Linked DNA regions of Pan troglodytes: region 2 is linked to region 1. The links are chromatin contacts, called in public HiChIP or PLAC-seq maps. All regions are on one chromosome and are shown on one strand. The core of a region is the stretch at or near the end of the contact, and the rest is flanking DNA. Distances in the headings are between cores, read along the strand shown.

Region 1 (2,700 bases), core at 59-2,558:
GATTTTGTTTAGAACGGAAGATAGTTTCGACGCTTCAATTTAAGGATAAGAATGTTTACTCACATAACTTAAAGCAACTTGTGGATATAAGTACAAAGACCTAATCGATTTCCTTTATTTTGGTATGTTTCCTAACTCATTTTCGCATCACAGCCTAACTCTTCCGAGTTGCAGTTTTAAAAATGAAGTTACTTAATAAACCAGACATCCAGTTATATTTGCATGTTTTGCCTTCACCAGAGTCATTTAACCTACAACCTCCTTCCAGATACAAAATCCTTTACTTTAGAAAGGATCCTTTACTTCATAAAGGAATTTAAAGAAGGGACACATTCCTCACTTTACAGTCAAGAACACCTGGGACTTCCTGGTACTCTTTCTACTATGTAGTCTATAAATAAAAGAGCTAAAGTGAAATTAGGTCGCAGCGAAAAAACATCCAACATTTGTGAATTTTAAGCCCCAACAGAAAATCCCATTCCTTGAAATTCAAGTGGCAATGAGAATATTATTGCACAAGGAAAATATAGATGGAACTATGCAAGTCAAATGATGGTCTCCACTGCTGTCGCTTTGCTTTGTGATTTTTAATTACTCAATGTGACTCTCCTCGTGTAAATGGGACCGCGAATATGCAATTATTGAATACTCAAACTGCATCAGAAGTGTGTGGAGTAGTCAGAACCGAAAGGACGGGAAAAATGGAGATAAAGGAAAGCATGAGCCTTGCCAGGAGGGAATCGAGGAGGTCCAGAAGGAGGGATATTAAGAGGCATTGGCAAAGCAGCTGTGGAGGAGCTCCGGGCTGCAGAGCAGGTAGAGGTGTCGGCAAGGGAGCCAGGAACCCACACAGGGGCCCTGAGGCTCTAGTAGGCCGGGGAGTGGACCAGGAAAGGAGATGCAACGGGCCGGCTGGAAAACTGCAGGGGGAATCCGAGGTCGACCTAATGAACAGCACAGACCTTCCAGAAGGAAAGAGAAGGTGACTATGCGAGCTTAGAACAGGACTAGGAGGTTGGGGAAAGAGTACGAAAAAGCTGAAGGGGCGGACAGGGTGCTGACGAGATGGGAAAGGGCGCACAGGGAGGTGGGGAGCAGTGCGAGGCCGGGGGACAGTGGGCAGGTGCGAGGAGCCGAGCCCGCTGGCTGGGGCGGAGCGACTCGCGCGGGCGGGAGCGGCCGCTGACTCAGGGACCTCGCGCCAGCGGAGTCCGGGCGGCGCAGAGAGGCGGAGCCTCGATTGCGCGGGCGGGCCGAGGGGCGGGACCAGCGCCTGACGTGCCCGGAGGCCGAGGCGGCCGCGGGCCGGGAGGGGCGGCGGCATCCGCGGCGGCCGCGGGGGAGGGGCACGGCGTCAGCGCGTCGCCGGCTGGGCCGCGCCGGTGGCCAGGAGGGAGAGACAAGGAGGAGGAGGAGGAGGAGGTGAGTAGGCTCCGGGCTGGGGAGCCGCGCGGGCCGGCGGGGAGGCGGGGAGCGCGGCCCCTCCCCTCCCCTCCCCGGCGCCCGCCTCGCGGGGCCGCGCTGCGCGGAGATCCCAGAGGGGCAGCAGCGGCGGCTGCGGCGCGGGGAGCCGGGGGCGGGGGGTGTGGGGGAGGCGGAGCTGAGAGCCGCGCGCTTCCCGGGCGCACGCGCTGCGCTCCCTGCGCCGCCGTCCGCACCGCGCTCGGAATGGGGCGTCCAGGCCGTGGCATTTTGTGCCTTCTGCAAACTGGTCGTGTTCGAATTGCGTTTTTTTGGTGCCTACACGTCGTGCGTGCTGGTTTTCTGCAGCCCGGCGCTCCGCTTCTTCCTCGCGCAGGCTGAGAGGACGGGTGGGGGCACGTCGCCCTCGCGCGGGAGAAGGGAGGCCGGGCGTCCGGGTTGGCCTGAGTTGGCTGGGGTGCTTCGCCGACCACCAGGCTGCCCGGCGCTTGGCCCCTTGCAGTGCGAGCCCCAGGCCTTCCTGAGGGAAAGCTTCGCTTCTGGCTCCTAGTCGCCCTCAGTTACCAGACCTCCCCAGCGCCCCACTCCCCTCTGCCAGCCGAGTGTGAAGACCCTCACTGTGCCCCCCACCCCGGAATCCCTCGTCTGAGGATTAAGCACATAACTTCCCATTTTCATCGGGATCCAGACAATCCCATTCTGTCCAGGTGGAAAGATTCTCTGAATTTAAGTCTTGGGAATGCAACAGCGAAATTTAACCTTTAGTCCCGAAGTAGTTTTTTTGCCTTCTCTCGCACATACAACTTCTAGAGTCTTCTGACAACTGTGCTGCTTTAGGTTATCTTGAGATTCTTACGTTAATGCCTTGAGGCCGTGTGATGGGAGTTTCAAAGAGAAGGCTTTTACAGCTTTTCTTCCACCTGTATCGCAGTTTGAAATGGAAAACGTGAGTTGATGATGATTTTCCATACGAGATGGATTTCAGTTTGCAGCCCCGGCTGCCGTGGCTCACTTGGTTATTTGGTGCCTACCCCTGAAGTTGATTTTAAAGCTTAAAATAGTGGTTAGGTAAAGGAGCTGCTGAAAAAGAAGTTCAGTACAATTCAATAGAGCCATTCTATTGGCTTCTATTAACCTGTTTAACCTTAAGCTTTAACCATGACAGGAGTTTCATGTAGGAACCCACATACCAAGTGAAATATTGAATTTTAATTAGTGCGTTCCAGGTCTGACTTGGATTAGATTCTTCTCGGCTCCCACTCCCTTTTGGTATACATT
Region 2 (2,700 bases), core at 105-2,604, 190 kb before region 1:
GCTTTTTGATTAACAAAACAGCAGAGCATTGGTTAAGAACACTTAAACTTCAAAAAAATTCCCCTGGGAAGTGGGCTCTGAATTGGTTAATAATGTGCAGTACTTGCTAAATTGCTGACTTCCAGATGTGGAAAATATCTTTCTTGTTTAGGACCTATGTAACCTGATTGGATTACGACAGAAGCGTCACGTTGGAAGCTTTTGAGTGATTATTTAATTAACCATACAGTAGAAAGCTGTATTCTCCAGGAAATCCCTTCCATATTTGCATAACCAATCCCTTCAGAGCAAAGGTGGAGTCTTTTCTTTTTAATTTTACTTTAATTGTAATATCAAAAAATATATACTCCAAAACTTAGACCCCATGCCGTTTAATATCATGCTCTCCCTTCCCTGCTAAGTTTCTCTATGGCCTTTCTCGTTTCTCCTCCTGCCTCCCTACACACTCTCCCTTACTTTGTAGTGAGGTCTCCCCGAGGTGTAGAGAGATTCAGAGATCGGCCAACCGAGTGTTCTATGTTAATTTACTTAGAGACCCTTTATTAAAATGCCAAACTACTTTTTAATATTGGGATCCAGTCCAGAAATTCATCATGCACACACCCTAATACACATGCCCTAAGATGCAGCTCCCATGCAGCAATTTTTTTCTGGCTCTGGTACCTAAAAAGAAAAAAATAATAATAAGAGAAAGGGCAGAGAACTTTGTTCCAGAAGCTGTACTGAGATACCTACACAATTTGATGTGCATCTCAAATCTGGTCATTAGAGATATCTGTATAAGAAGAGACTATCTGGATTGAGGACCCAGGATCTTTCCCTTTAACTTTCGCCCCTTGGAGTTCTCCAGTTCTGTGAATGGTGTGCACCGTTTTCCGCCCTGTACTCTGTAGGATTTAGTGATGAGGATAATGATGCCAAAGGCTTGACGGGCGGGGAGGGGGGGGTGGAGGGGGGGAGAAGGGAGGGAGGGGGGAAGGAGGCGAAGGCGAAAGGGAGGGAGAGGAGGAAGGGAGGGAGGTGGAATTTCATTTCTTCCACTAAAGCGTTTGCGGAGACTTCAAGGTATAATCTATCCCAGATCCTTTCCCAGAGAGAAACTTGGCGATCACGTTTTCACATGATGCTCACGCTCAGGGCGCTTCAATTATCCCTCCCCACAAAGATAGGTGGCGCGTGTTTCAGGGTCTCTCGTCTCTCTCCTACAGAAAAGAAAAAGAAAAAAATGTCATTAGAAGAGGCGTAACACGTCAGTCCGTCCCCAGGTTTGTGTTTCCTGGAGTGGCCGAAAGAGATCAGTTCTAACCTGCTCTGCAGGAATAACGGTCCTGCCTCCCGACACTCTTGGCGAGGTTTTTGTACAGTTTGCTCCGGGAGCTGTTTCTTCGCTTCCACCTTTTTCTCCCCCACACTTCGCGGCTTCTTCATGCTTTTTCTTCTCACCATTTCTGGCCAAAACTACAAACAAGACTTCGCAGGTAGGTTTTTTTTCCTCCCCTTTTCTCTCTTTTTATCCCTTTTTGGTGTGCTCGTCCTCCATCCTCCTTTTCTAATTTTCTCATTTTGAGTGGGGATGTGAGTCTGAAGTGAGAAGGGGTGTCCGTGGGTAGGAATTTCAGGTGGGTTTAGCTCCTTTATGGCAAGCTTTTCTCAAGAGTGGCTTCTTCGCTTTCTCTTACACTCACACTCTCTCTCCTTGCTTTTCTCTCCTTTTTCCCTCCCCCAAATAATTTCCCCTGTACCTGTCCATTCAGGTAACCAAAGGTGTCCTTTGCTATCCAGCCCAGGAAAAGTTTTATTGAGAATTATATGGCTGGAATAAAAACTCATCAAGGGGAGAGGTCCTGCTCTATTTTCGTGTCTAGTTCCAATTCATTATATTCAGCAATTAGGACTTGGCAAATACCTGTTAATAATTACAAAACTTGGTCAGTTACAGACCTACAAATTCGGGGGCAAGTCTTTCTCTTAGACATGGCAGTTCATCCTCTCCCACCGAGAAGGCTGTTTTCTAAGCAGAAAGTTGTCTGTTTTTGTCTGCTTAGCGAGTTTCATTTCTTTATTTCATTCTTTGTGTGTGTATGTGTGTGAAGTAACACCTCACTTCTGTGATTATAAATAAAGAAGTGAAAGTCCTCATGGAACTTGAGTCGTTTACCAAAGTGGAGGGGGGGGGGGGCACTACAGCTGGGAAGAAAACTGCTGTCAGGATATCAGGGTTTTAAATTAGGATAACTTTTAAAATTGTATTTTTAGTGGCAAAGTAATATAGACATGGATTTAATAGAAGACACATACGCACATATATCCCATTCCATACTTTGGCACTGAAAAGTCGAGAGAGAGATAGCAGGAGTTCCCAGGAACAGTGATGAGCCCGGCTAACATGAATGTGTTTATCTCCCACCTACTGATATATTTTACATGCTCCCCCTGTAATGATGAAGGCAAGATTACTAACTCCAGACTTAGGAGTAACAGGCAAAGATAAAGTTTACAGCACAAATGCCCTGTCTCTCTCTCTCACACACACACATGCCCATAAAACTAGCAACTTACTTTATTAAACATGTATTTATATGCAGTCGTGTGTCTCAGGATGAATATAGACAGGCCAGCTGTTTCATCCCAGACACTTGTGTGACCATTTCTTTATTTCAGGATTTCCCCTAACAATTTCAAATCAATAGGACAAGGAAA

The links. HiChIP or PLAC-seq counts read pairs in DNA pulled down with a chosen protein or histone mark.
Region 2: a contact with region 1 is called in an H3K4me3 HiChIP or PLAC-seq map of stem cell-derived excitatory neurons, with 5 times the contacts expected there. The contact joins the promoter of ZEB2 here to the promoter of GTDC1 in region 1. A contact is called at or near these places in 2 of 7 Hi-C or Micro-C datasets (induced pluripotent stem cells and stem cell-derived neural progenitor cells), 1 of 1 datasets of contacts at active chromatin or transcription factors (stem cell-derived excitatory neurons) and 1 of 1 other capture datasets (stem cell-derived neural stem cells).

What each region holds. Positions count from the first base shown.
Region 1 is chr13:46,374,545-46,377,244 of NHGRI_mPanTro3-v2.0_pri, reverse strand. It overlaps GTDC1 (glycosyltransferase like domain containing 1), which reads left to right and starts at 1,308. Exons shown (of 13, transcript XM_063790448.1): 1 at 1,308-1,422.
Region 2 is chr13:46,562,231-46,564,930 of NHGRI_mPanTro3-v2.0_pri, reverse strand. ZEB2 (zinc finger E-box binding homeobox 2) reads left to right here and starts at 1,354. Exons shown (of 10, transcript XM_001158120.6): 1 at 1,354-1,478. LOC134807980 (a long non-coding RNA gene) reads right to left here. Exons shown (of 3, transcript XR_010149743.1): 2 at 1,307-2,669; 3 at 1,119-1,202.